Regions from separate parts of the Pan paniscus genome. Here region 1 is linked to region 2. A link is a contact called in public Hi-C data. All regions are on one chromosome and are shown on one strand. Each heading gives the region's core, a stretch centred on a gene start, on an enhancer-like site or on the middle of the called end of the contact. The rest is flanking DNA. Distances are from core to core; before and after follow the strand shown. Region 1 holds the start of SPRR4 (small proline rich protein 4). Region 2 holds the start of LELP1 (late cornified envelope like proline rich 1).

Evidence for each region. A called contact is a pair of places that touch in the nucleus more often than the background predicts.
Region 1: a Hi-C map of fibroblasts shows a contact between it and region 2, with 2.5 times the contacts expected there. The contact joins the promoter of SPRR4 here to the promoter of LELP1 in region 2. A contact is called at or near these places in 2 of 3 Hi-C or Micro-C datasets (fibroblasts and induced pluripotent stem cells).

What each region holds. Positions count from the first base shown.
Region 1 is chr1:96,871,386-96,877,878 of NHGRI_mPanPan1-v2.0_pri, reverse strand. SPRR4 (small proline rich protein 4) reads left to right here and starts at 2,130. Exons shown (of 2, transcript XM_057302543.2): 1 at 2,130-2,176; 2 at 3,336-4,045. The coding sequence starts at 3,356. The coding sequence ends at 3,601.
Region 2 is chr1:96,639,738-96,646,339 of NHGRI_mPanPan1-v2.0_pri, reverse strand. LELP1 (late cornified envelope like proline rich 1) reads left to right here and starts at 3,586. Exons shown (of 5, transcript XM_003817189.7): 1 at 3,586-3,687; 2 at 4,834-5,287. The coding sequence starts at 4,855. The coding sequence ends at 5,151.

The sequences.
Region 1 (6,493 bases), core at 881-3,380, 230 kb before region 2:
AAAGGTGTAACATGTTGAATGCACATGAGGTTGACTGGGTCTTGAATGTTTATGATCTATGACACATGGTCCCTTTAAGGCCAGCCATATTTAGGTCTCTATCTGGGTCACCCCTGGGGTATCCTCTGAGATGATAGCTGTTTTATAAGCCGAGTTTTATCACATGACAGAATGCTTCAAAACTAAGCAGGAGTTCTTTATTAATAAAATAAAAGGGCAATGATGAAATTGGGAAAAATAGGAGTAAAATTCATTGCAGTAAACCCACATGGGTGACTGGGACATGAGGGATGGAGCTGCCCATCTGTTCACAGGCAATACACACATACCAGTGCCTTCGAGGCACCAGGCATATGAAAAGCCTTGGTCTATGTCCATGCAAATCTGTCTTGCTGCATAGTTTCCTTGTGGAGAGTTCATATCAGCAAGAGCACAGAGGACTGGGGGTATGTGGAAATGAGGGCTGCAGGTGGAGATGGTGTTCTTCTTGGAGGTGGAATGCAGAACCAGAATCTGGAACCCAGAATATTACATTCTTAGTGTTGCTAGGCTTGGGAAGAGGAAGTGGGGGAGGTCTGGCCTGGAGGGGAAAATTAAGGGGCTGATTAAAGTGAGGCTGACCCTGAAAAATGAACAGTATTCCATCCACATAAGACAGAAAGCTCAGGAGACGTTATTAGTCATGGTCCCCACCCAATGACAGTGACTTGTCCACCATGGAGATGCTGACTGCGGTGATGGAGTGGAAATGAGCCCCAGGCCAGGCACCCACCCAGCTCCACCCTGAGCAGCTGCATGTGGTTGAGCAGGTCCTTTAACTTCTTTGGGCCAGCCTCTTTAAACTGTCAGTAAAATTGTCATGAGGATTAAATGAGGTGAGGGATTTGAAAAATGCTTTGGAAAGTACATTAAGGTATTCCTATCATTTCTCGGGCCATCCTACCCCTTCCTCTGATGATGGCAGTGGTGAGCCCTTGCATGGCCTCTTGTTGGGCAGCATCCTGAGGTCAATCTTCGGGGTAGAGGGCTAGAGGTGGACCAGCTTCCCAGAGGCCCTGCCTTTCTCCATCCCAGGGCCTAGGAGGCTAAATGGAGGACCAGGGCTCCTTCCTGCCACCTAGATAAGGCCCTGAGTAGGATTGCTGGATTTAGCAAATAAAAATAGAGCCTGCCCAGTGAAATTTGAATTTCATATAAACTACAAGTAATTTTTGAGTATGTTTCCTGCAATATTTGGAATATACTTATACTTTTAAAATATTCTGTTATCTGAGATTCAAATTTAACTGAATGTCCTGTATTTTATGTGGCAAGTCTACCACAGGGGCCAATTCTATCCCACGTTCTGTAACCACCACGAATACTCCTCAGCACCCCGACTCCCAATGGGCAGATGGGGACAGCACCGCCGTGTGCTGGGGCACCATTCACATCATCTTCTACCTGTGCCCCAGAGAAGCCTCACAGAACACTTCGTGAACTGTCCCCCTGGAATAGGAAGGACACTTGCACTGTGTATTGAGGAAGGGGGATGAGTGGTACCTGGGGCTAGGCATTGAATCATCCAGATCTGAATTCAAATCCCATCTCTGCTGTTTAATCTTTCTCAGCCTCACTTTTTTCATCTGCAAAATGGTAACAACGACACTTTCCCTAGAGGGGCTAGGAAGATGAAATGAAATAATAAGCATGACGGGTGGTCCTGGTGCTAGCCTCACAGTGAGTGCTCAAGAAATGGCAGCAATTTGCAGAAAACGGGATGTTCACATTTTTGTCAGAATTGCCCCAAACCCCATCCTCTCCCTCTTCCTCTTTTTTCTTCAATATTTCTTATAACTGTCTGTCTGCAAACAGCTCCTTCAATTTGTACTATATTTAAAAGATCTTGAATCCCTGAGTTTGAGCAAACACCTTTGGTGGGTTAAATCAGCTCAGGTGCAGAGACTTGGAATGCTGAAAATATATGGTGGGTGGCTTTCATCAAAACAGGTCAGCAAAGCAAGTCCCTGAAGGAAGTGCAGGTGGGAGAAGTGGGTGAGGAATTCCCTGGGAGGTGGTAATCAGGACCACACCAAGTGCCCAGGGCAGGTTGGGGGCCCTATAAAGGCTCCTGGAGTGGCTCTGCCTGTGGACAAGGGCTCAGCCTCCTCTCCTGGGGTCCATCTTGTCGCCTCTGGTAAGTGGGAACTCATCTGTTCTCCTGGGATTTGTAGGGCGCTTTCCTTCGCCTTTAACTCCTTTGAGCCGCTAGGCCAAGATCCTCTTCCATCCTTGGGTAATCAGGGAAGTGACACAAGTCTTCTGACAATTGCGGAAATGGCACACTAATCGGTACTTAGAAAGTTTAATCTCCATTCCGCACCATTGCTCAGTATGACTTATTTTCTGATTATGGGTTTGACTCCCCAGAAAGAAGATTTTTATTGTTGAAGAAGGAGATATTTAGAGCTACAGGATTTTGTAGCAATTCCAAGCCCTGTTTAAAGGTTTCTCACACCCTATTCTGCATTTTGCTTACCAGTAAGCTTTAAACTTTTCTTCCAGGTGTATGCAAACAGGTATATTGAACATTTTATTCAATCCTATGCAGCTCTCATGCTTCCCTATTCTGATTGCCACCTCTTTACTTCCTGAGGCCTGCACTTCCCATCTATAATCATTAACTTAGACCATAAGGAACACTGCCTACAAAGATAGCCAGAGACCCTCATCAGAGCTGGGAAGGCTTCAGGGAATTTCCTGACCAGCATCCTTCTAATAAGGGTGCTGAGACCCACAGAAGGCAGGTTGCCCATGAAGTTAATGGCAGGATGGACCTAGAACCAATGTCTGAGCCTTCTTGGCTAGCGCTCTTTCCTTTGAACATCCTCCTGTCATCCTTTGGCTCCAGTGATCTATTTGGCTGGCCCTCAAGCTTCCCAGTTCTTTGTAGAGGGCTGGAACCACTATCCTATAGCCACATAGGACTTGCCTTAGTCTCCCATGGTGAGTCAGGGGTGGAGCAGGGATTAGAGATCAGGTCTCTGCATTCTTATACACCCCTTCTCCAGCCCGATCTCACACACACACACACACACACACACACACTCACACACACACCATGATGCTTACCTGTAAGACAGAGACTGTTTTTGTCCTCTCCTCATGCCCCCACATCCTTGCCCATTCTCATTATCAAAGGGAGCCAGTTGACATTGTCCAGATCTGTCAGCTAAGATGGCATGCTTTGACCTTGTAAAATGTCTGGGCTACTTTTTAACCATCTTTTTAAAAAGGGTGTTAAAAGGCTACTTTTTAACACCCTTCTCATGGTGTCACTGCCCGGTTTCCTTTAGGCTCACCTGTTCCTAGAGCAATGTCTTCCCAGCAGCAGCAGCAGCAGCAGCAGCAGCAGCAGTGCCCACCCCAGAGGGCCCAGCAGCAGCAAGTGAAGCAGCCTTGTCAGCCACCCCCTGTTAAATGTCAAGAGACATGTGCACCCAAAACCAAGGATCCATGTGCTCCCCAGGTCAAGAAGCAATGCCCACCAAAGGGCACCATCATTCCAGCCCAGCAGAAGTGTCCCTCAGCCCAGCAAGCCTCCAAGAGTAAACAGAAGTAAGGATGGACTGGATATTACCATCATCCACCATCCTGGCTACCAGATGGAACCTTCTCTTCTTCCTTCTCCTCTTCCCTCCAGCTCTTGAGCCTACCCTCCTCTCACATCTCCTCCTGCCCAAGATGTAAGGAAGCATTATAAGGATTTCTTCCCATCGTACGCTTCCCCACACATACCACCTTGGCTTCTTCTATATCCCACCCCGATGCTCTCCCAGGTGGGTGTGAGAGAGGCCTCATTCTCTGCAGGCTCCAGCGTGGCCACAGCTAAGGCCCATCCATTTCCCAAAGTGAGGAAAGTGTCTGGGCTTCTTCTGAGGTTCCACCCTGACAAGTAGGGTCACAGAGGCTGGTGCACAGTTTCTGCCTCATTCCTCTCCATGATGCCCCCTGCTCTGGGCTTCTCTCCTGTTTTCCCCAATAAATATGTGCCTCATGTAATAAATGTGTCTGCTTCCTGGGCTAATTGTCCACTCCCAGTCCCATTCTGTGATTCATTCATTCATTCAGAGGGAACATTTTAGGGAAGTGAAGGTGCAAGTACACACATGCCCGGGAGTTCAGGAAGTCACTCTTATGGACACAGTTACTCTCTGGTAACCAACAATGGGGAAACATATCCAGATGTATCTCAGGTAAAGGAGGACAGAAAACAAGCCCAGCAACTAATTGGCAAAAGTCTAATAGAGTCTTGCATAACTAATGCCATCTAGGGAAGATCAAAAGGGAGGAAAATTTAGCTCCTACCATTAGAAGCCCAGCCCACCTGATGAATGCAGTTTTTTCCTCTTGGAAGTTGTCATTCTGAAAAAGCACACAAAGCATACATAAATGACCTGAGTCCTGCAAAACATTTCTACAAATATGTGCAACTGACTTTTTCATGTATTTGCTTATGTTTTTGTTCATTCATTAACTCACACTCATTCACTTACATATTCATACTCACTCATCTGATATTTGGCAAGTTCTAGAATGACCTTAGTTTTCCACTCTGCCATGCTGGATTTCCAGAGCTATCCAGAGTCAATTTATCCTGTGTCTCAGTGTACTGTTTGGAAGGCAGTCATTTTCTTACACAGGGAAATATTGTTCCGGGGATGGACACATACAGAGAGTTTGTACAAAGTATACAGGGCCTGGTTTTGTCAGTTAGTCTGACTTTACACAGCTTATAAAAGAAACCTGTTTTTACAACTGGCTTCCTGACCCTCCTAACCCACGTGTGAGACCAGCTGCCTATATTGGAAAGAAGCGGCAAACCTCTCAGATATAAAGAAAGATAAGTATTCGAAGAAGAGACCCTGAGTAGGAAGAAGCAGCTGAATGGAGTCCGATTTTCTCCCCTTGAGCTTTATTCTTTTCCTGGGATTTAGTCACTCAATTTCAGTTGCCACCATCAAGCATAAATTGCTTTCTCACTTAACACACTAGCCTAAAAGGGAACAAATAACCACCTTCTCTACTTCCCCTTAAAGTAGCGATCCATGGCTGATATTTCCAAGTCATAGTTACTTAAAACTTAGTGGGTACCGACATTAACCAGGAAAGCCAAAGTATTGCAAACACAATTAAGATTCATTCTAGCCCTAAGAATTCATTGACAGCCTTTCTGTGCCCCAAACCCTGCATCCTAAAATAACTCCCCTCTGTCAAGTAGAAAGGCCAGTCTGTCTTATTCTCCTTCCTGGCTTCCTTCCATCTAAGCCCTATCCAGTTTCTTGGACACACTGTTTTTCAGAGTTTTCATGTCATTTTCATGTCTCCCAAGAAGGCCTTGGCAAGTCTTCCCACAGACTTTTGAGTACCAGGCTGATAGATTTGCATAGTCTTCAGCTAATTGGACAGATAGGGGTGATTGAAACAATGAATGCTTCTGCTGTGATATGTGTCTCAGGTTATTAACTCAGTGAGGAAGGGGAGACACCCATGTTTTCCACACCAATGGCCAAGGACAAAGTCCCATCTCTGCATGAGTAGGTGGGCATCCATTCCCCCTTATGAAGAAATTCTTTTATGTAATTCTACCCTTCAGAAGTTCACAAAACAACATTGGCTTATGTCAAAATCCCAGCCATAATTAAACACATAAAAGTTAAAATATGAGCCCTTAAAGAACAGGAGTCTTGTTTACCTCACTATCCCCAAATGTGCAATGACTAGCTTTTCAAAAGTACAGAAGAAAGAACTGCTTCTGAGTGGAAAAGGACAGCCTGTGCCAAGCCAGCAGCCTAGTGTACATCTAGAGCAAATTACAAACTAGCTGCACCCACCTGGGGACCCTAAAACTCCAGAGATAGGAGAGCCTCAGAGAGGTGAGCCAACAAATGTTTACCTGGGATAATCTGTGGATTCTGGGCAAGAGCAGAAGAATAAAAACCAAAGCTTTCTACTGTGGAGGATCATTGCTAGGGACAGAGAGACCAGAGAATTTATGGGTGCTCTAGGGGGCGGTCTTTAAGCAAGTGGTTGATATTCCACTTGGAACATGTAATGAATTCTAGGAATGGTCAGGTCAGGATATTAAATACCTAAGCAGAAAGTCTTTGAAATGTAGAGTGGAGTTTTTAGTAGGTTTATGAAACAATGAATGGAGTTTGCAACCTGCCAGGTGGAGGGCCTCTGGCAAACACACCAGATAGAGAGTTAAAAACTGAAAGGCCAGGGATAATTCTACTCTGTTGGATAGAAGTCAAAATCATGGCCATCGCTGGGGAGAGTACCGACTAGAAGGGGATATGATGAAGCTGTCTGAGATTCTGGAAAAGTTCTCAGCCTAGTGGGTGCCAGTTACCTGGGTTCATATATATATCAAAACATACACTCAACTGATTTGTGCATTTTTTTTGTTAGTTTAACCTCAATAAAATAGAAATATCATTAAAATAGTATC
Region 2 (6,602 bases), core at 2,337-4,836:
AGAGCCAGCCCCACAGAGAGGGTTTTAAGAGGCATCAAGAGAAGAAATAGAGTTGCTTTCTGACCATCATGCAGGTTCTGCTTGTTCAACAAGAATTACACAGACAGAAAAAGGCATGGAAAAAAATAGAAATACTTTGCCAAAAAAGCAGCGAGGGAGATTCTAATGGAGTTAAAATTTCTGATACATAGCATGTCCTCGGGCTGATACAATATGCAGACATACAGAGCCTTCAGACAGACACAGAGAGGAATCACTGAATGGCCCAATGACTTTTTTGGCCTAAATTAAGTTACTATCTTTTATCAATAACATTGATATCAACTCTTCCTACTCAAAAGTGAAATCATCCGTTAATAGTTAACATTAAAATATCTAATCTTACTGTGAACGCCACCAGGAGCTTTGGCTGGAAGGCAGGGGAAAAAAATGCTATGGAGAAGGGGTCTGAGGAAAATATTGAGTTGGAGAAGTGGGATTATAGGGCCAACACCAGAAAATGAGAGAATGAGACAGAAATGAAGACACAGAGAGAGAGGTTCAGCAAACCAATGAAGACACCTGGCCAGCGTTGACAAAAACGATAACTAATATGAATAACAAACATTTTTGGGGGGTACTTCATACAGGGCATCTCCAGTCTTTACAATTCTATGAGTCTAGTGAGGCACTGTAATGGATGAGGGTGTAGGTTTTGCACTTGCAAATATGACTGGCATGTTATGAGCAATCGACATAAGTTATATATTATCTTAAGATGATGGTGACATTATATCATTTTATAGATGAGGGAATCGAGACCTGGATGGTTAAGTAAATTACTAAGAGTTGTTCAGCAAGTAAAGGATGAAAGCAGGATTTTTTTTTTTTTTTTGAGACGGAGTCTCACTCTATTGCCCAGGCTGGAGTGCAATGGCGTGATCTCGGTTCACTGCAACCTTTGCCTCCCAGGTTCAAGCGATTCTTCTGCCTCAGCCTCCCGAGTAGCTGGGATTTCAGGCATGTGCCACCACGCCCAGCGAATTTGCTAATTTTTGTATTTTCAGTAGAGATGGGGTTTCACCATGTTGGCCAGGCTGGTCTCAAAACTCCTGACCTCGTGATCCGCCCACCTCAGCCTCCCAAAGTGCTGGGATTACAGGCGTGAGCCACCGCACCTAGCAAAAGCAGGATTTAAACCCAGAAATCTGACTTCAGGGTCCTCTTCTAACCCTAATCTAGGCAAGCCGGGCTTTGACATTTATCTCTTCTTCCAGCCTCTCGTGGAGGCCCAGCAGCCTAAGAAGCCTGTTCTGTGTTTCGTCTCAGTAGTAGCTCCTTCCAGCTAGCGAAGGAAGTCACAGCCACCAAACCCTAAGTGAAAGGTAAGGCTAGTAGCTGGGATACCAAATGTAACACTGCCAGGAGTGCTGACCTTTACAGAGGAAGGTTTTAAAGACTGGAAAGATAATGGGCAAACGTCCTACTGAAAGTCCAGTGACTGATATACTTTGATTCACTGAGAACTGCTTGAGCAAGAAATAGGAGAGGGAAGAAAGGAGAAAGAGAAAGATAACAATGGCTAGTAGAAATCACTACATTTTTTACATTGCTGTCACAAATGACTGCCATCCCCATATCTAGATTGGTAGCTTTGGTCCAGAGCTGAACATAGGTGAGGCTGGGTCTCCTGAGATGGGGGTGAGAGCTGCTTCTCAACAGCTTTGAGGAGAGAGAGCTGATGAACAATATTATGGAAGAAAGAGGAAATTCTTATGAAAGGAGTGAGCTGCACAAAGACTATGACTCTATCGTCAATTATTCCAGTGATAGGGGGTTAAATCCCAACCCATTCTCCTCTTTTATTTAGGTTCATTTGAGGTTTAATTGAATATGGCATTATTTATCCTTGTGAATAAACCCCATATGAGGTTTCTCCATCTTCAACTCATGATCTTCTATTCAATAAACACTTGTTAAACTGAAATGAACTGAAGGCCTCAGGTCTCCCCAGCGGCCCAAGGGCCAAAGCCATATTTCCAATAACCACCCAAGAGGGTTCACTCTAACTAAACTCTTCTCAGACTTAAACCCATATTCTTTTAGCACAAATCTCTTCCCCTGTTTCCTCAGCTCTCATTAAAAGTAATATTAACACCCCAAAACCTGGTGAAACATTGTCCCAAAGAGTTAAACAAACTAGTGACTAATACAAATTCTTGAGTTTACATGATGGTAGATTTTAAAAAAAGAACAACTTGCTGAAATGCTGAAACTCTCTCCATTTGTAAGATAACAAAATTGGCTGAAGTCATTGGAGCCAATCTGGCAGACTGGAGTCTGCACAGAAAAAGCGTGCTGATGTCACAGCCAAATTTCCACTGCATGTTTCATACTGACCCTCCCCGAAACTGCACATGTGACCCGTGAGGTAGCATGAAGACATAACTTCCCATGCCCGAGGACTTTTTCCAGCCCTCCCTTTTCCTTCCACCAGTCACCTACTAAGCCCAGAATCTAATCCCTAACCTTTCCCAATAAAATGACTGCCTTAAAGCCAGCACAGGGAGACAGATTCGAGCTGAACTCTTGTCTCCTTGATGGTCGAGTTGCAGTAAAAAGCTTTTCTTTTCTCAAAAACCTGGTGTCATCGTATTGCCCTCTAGTACACTAGGAAGAAGCCCTTTTGCTTCGGAGTCATCTTCAGTTCTTAGTTTTCTGCACAGTCAGTAAATAAGTCCCATGAATCTGCCTGTCTAATGAGGCCTTTCTCATGGGCACCCAGACCCATGACTGCCTTCCTTCAGATGTGGAGATTTTCATAATTTCTTTAAAACAGTCTCATTCGACTTTTACTTCACCACCCCATCTCCCAATCCATCCTAATATTTAAATACCTTAGGCACAATCGTGTCACAATTTTAATCAAAAGTCACTAGAGATTCATTCGTGATGACTGCCACGATGAACCTCCTAAACCTGAGTTCAGGCACCCTGTGTCTAAGCCTACCCACCTTTCACACTCCAGCCTCCCATCGCCACTCCTAACACACCCCCATTCCAACCACAAAGACCCTGGTCAGGCCTTTAAAAAAGGCAAGGAAGGAATTCTGAGAGGCAAATCTTTGTGCCCTAAGGCAGGATCTGGGGCTAACCCAATTGTGTGGGGTGGTAAGAAGAGGTTTCAGAATCTCACATTAGAAAAATAAAGAAAAGAAGAATGTCAAAATGGCTGTGATCAATTCAGGGTTGCTCTCCTAGAAGGGTGGGGAAGGGGCAGGTTCAGAGGAATTAAACTTTGAGGGTGGAAGAGGAGCTGGAGACCATGTGTCAACAGTGGGCCAGCTTTTCTGCTCCTAGCAACAATGAGCCTCCCATCCTCAGAGCCCAGGACTCTTCACTGCAGCCTCATTTTACCAGCCTGAATGTTGAGGGGTCTAGGGAGGGGTGGGACAGCCAAGGGGGGTGATTCATCATGGCTCTATTCTGGTGTCCAGGGCTTGTTGTGCTGGGAGCTATGGAGTCACTCAACAATTGCCCCTCGATGATGCTGCAATGACCTCATAAGTGGAGGTCATTTCCCCTGCCCCCACCCCCAGCTTCCTCAGATCTGGGCAGAGGAACCAGAGGGAAAAGCCACCTTCCCAGGCACAGCCATAACATCCACCTCACTCAACTGCTTGTCAAGTTCACCACCAACACAGAGGGGTAAGTTGCATTTGGACAGGTGGAAGTGGCCACTCTTTGGCCTCTTCTACCCTGGGAGTGACCTGAAGTACCCCACGCACTGAGCAGGGTTGGGAAAGTCATGTTTGAATGAAAGTTTCCTGTTATTTTCAGTGGTAAGAACTGGTGTGTGCTTCACCTTGGAATAGAGTCTCAACAATTTTAGAGTTCAACTTAATAATATGCCTCCCCAGAGAGCTATACTGATTTTAAAACAAAATTTAAAATGTTACTTTTATATTGTTAAAAGAAATATAACCAATTAGATCCAACTTGAAGTATTGTGAGGGACTGAAAATCCCTGTCCATATCTAGGAGTTAAACTGTCCGTACAGAAATGCCTAGCTCAGGGCAAAACTCAACAGGAGAGAAAAGGAATTCCCTTCTGAAAATCACATTTTGTGGCTCTATCATTCAGATTTTCAGAGAAATTGGAATTTCGTGGTTCATCTCCTGATTTCTTCCCTTACCCTATTATTTATCAGAACCTGGATGGAGGCAAAGGAGTGGGCAGTTCTAGAGTAGCCCATGGGAACCCACTCATGGCAGGGATTAAATTACTTTCCCTCCCATGGCCTCTAGTAAAGAAAGCAATTCTCAAGGTTCAGGGAACTTAGGTGGGACACAGGATTGAAAGCAGTGTCCTAGGCCCCCAAGTCTGCTAGTGTACCTCCCATCTATCTTCAGAGGAACAGGAAGTGGCCCTAGAGGAGCGAAACTTCTATTGTGCCATGAATGCCTTGAGCAATCTGGTCAAACTTAGGGACTCCTTGGAATCATGTTTCTAAATGAATTAAATACAACATATGGAGTTACAGAGACACCAACTCTACTGAAACACAGTTTCAGTGGGGTGGGGGAGGTGGGGGGTCCAAAACCATAGGTTAAGAACTCCTACTAGAGTCTACGGCATGGAAGCAAGAATAAGTGAAAAGGAAGCAGAGTTAAGGGTGGAGAGATTAAGAAATGCTATCTCAAACTCATACAAGGATGAGGGCGGCCCTAAATGAGAAGATGATCTAGAGCCTGAATGCATCTCAGGGAAGACTTTCTTAAGTACAAGGATAAGCTGTAAGAAGCCTGTAGGTATCCTCTCCCACCTACAATGCATCTCATATTTCTTTGCAGGGCTCAGATAATCAAGAAACAATGTCGAGTGATGATAAAATTAAATCAAATGACCCCAAGACTGAGCCCAAGAACTGCAATCCCAAGTGTGAACAAAAGTGTGAGTCCAAATGCCAGCCCAGCTGTTTAAAGAAGCTGCTGCAACGCTGCTCCGAAAAGTGCCCACGGGAAAAGTGTCCAGCACCACCCAAGTGCCCGCCCTGCCCCTCGCAGTCTCCTTCATCCTGCCCTCCCCAGCCCTGCACCAAGCCCTGTCCTCCTAAATGCCCTTCATCCTGCTCACATGCTTGCCCACCTCCCTGCCCTCCCCCAGAGTGAGGCACTGTGGGCACTACCCAACCCCACCACCACTGCCACCTCCACCATGTACAACGCTGTGGGGCTGGAGACTGAAACCATGAACTGACAAGTAAACGTGTTCCTCTGCTGTGCAAGACTTCTCCTGGTGTTTCTGGTGGGTTTTGATTTGTTTTGTTTGTTGTTTTACAGCACTAAACCACCAACAAGCAATCCCTGAGAAGTGAGGCTAGAACCCTGCACTCTCAACAACCTTTGAGAACTGACTTTCCCTCTGACCCCACCTGCTGCTTAGAGGCAGGTGCCCACATCTGAAGGGTGTACCCAGGTAATGCCAGGCTGTGTTAGAGCAAAGCCTGAGAGATCCATAAATATGGTTGCAGCTGTGAAAGTGTCTAACCCCAAGAAGCAGGAAAGAGATGGTATGAGGGAGAAAGAGGAGTAGAATATTGGTGAAAGGTCCAGGAAGGCTCAGGGAAAGGCATTGTACTACCTTTCTGTTAGTCCTGTTGCATAATACTTATGCAGAAGGGCTCTCAGTACAGGCTGCATGGGTTTAATGAAACTCTATCTCTGCTCCCTAACACCTTGTAACCTTAAGCAAGTTGCTTAACTTCTTTGTGTCTCAGTTTTCCTCTCTTTGCAAAAGGAATGATGATGCTAACAGTACTGCTGTTATGAAGTTGTTGTGAGGCTAAAGAATTAACAGACGCCAGGCCAGGCACGGTGGCTCATGCCTGTAATCCTAGCACTTTGGGAGGCCGAGGCAGGTGGATAGCCTGAGGTCAGGAGTTCGAGACCAACCTGGCCAACATGGCAAAACCCCGTCTCTACTAAAAATACAAAAATTAGCTGGGCGTGGCGCACGCCTGTAATCCCAGCTACTCGGGAGGCTGAAGAAGGAGAATCATTTGAACCCAGGAGATGGAGGTTGCAGTGAGCCGAGATCGCACCACTGCACTCCAGCCTGCATGAGAGGAGCGAGACTCCATCTCAAAAAAAAAAAAAAAAAGTTAACAAATGCCAAGTGCTAGGTTTACAGGGACATAGTGAGTTGGTGAAGGAGCACCCCACACCCACCGGTGTAACACTCATCACACCTGAACTTCATTGGTTTGTGTAATTCTTCTTAGCCTGTAAATCTCCTGACCACAGGAGTCAGGCTTTGACATCTGTAAGCATACAGTTAGACATTCTTTTAAAAATATTCAAAAAGGAGTTACAGATTATACCACTATCTGTTACCTGGCTCTAATACTGAACTATAGTTACATAACATGTCACTAGTGGAAGAATCCCAGTGAAGGGTACATGAAACCTCTATTTTTGCAACACTCTGTGAATCTATAAAATTTCAAAATAAAAACTTAAGTACAAAAAACTAGATATTGTACATATCTGGGACCTCAATTAGGAATGAATAGGGAAAGCCTTCATAGCTGATGTGTTAGTGGAGATTATTTACAAGTAGT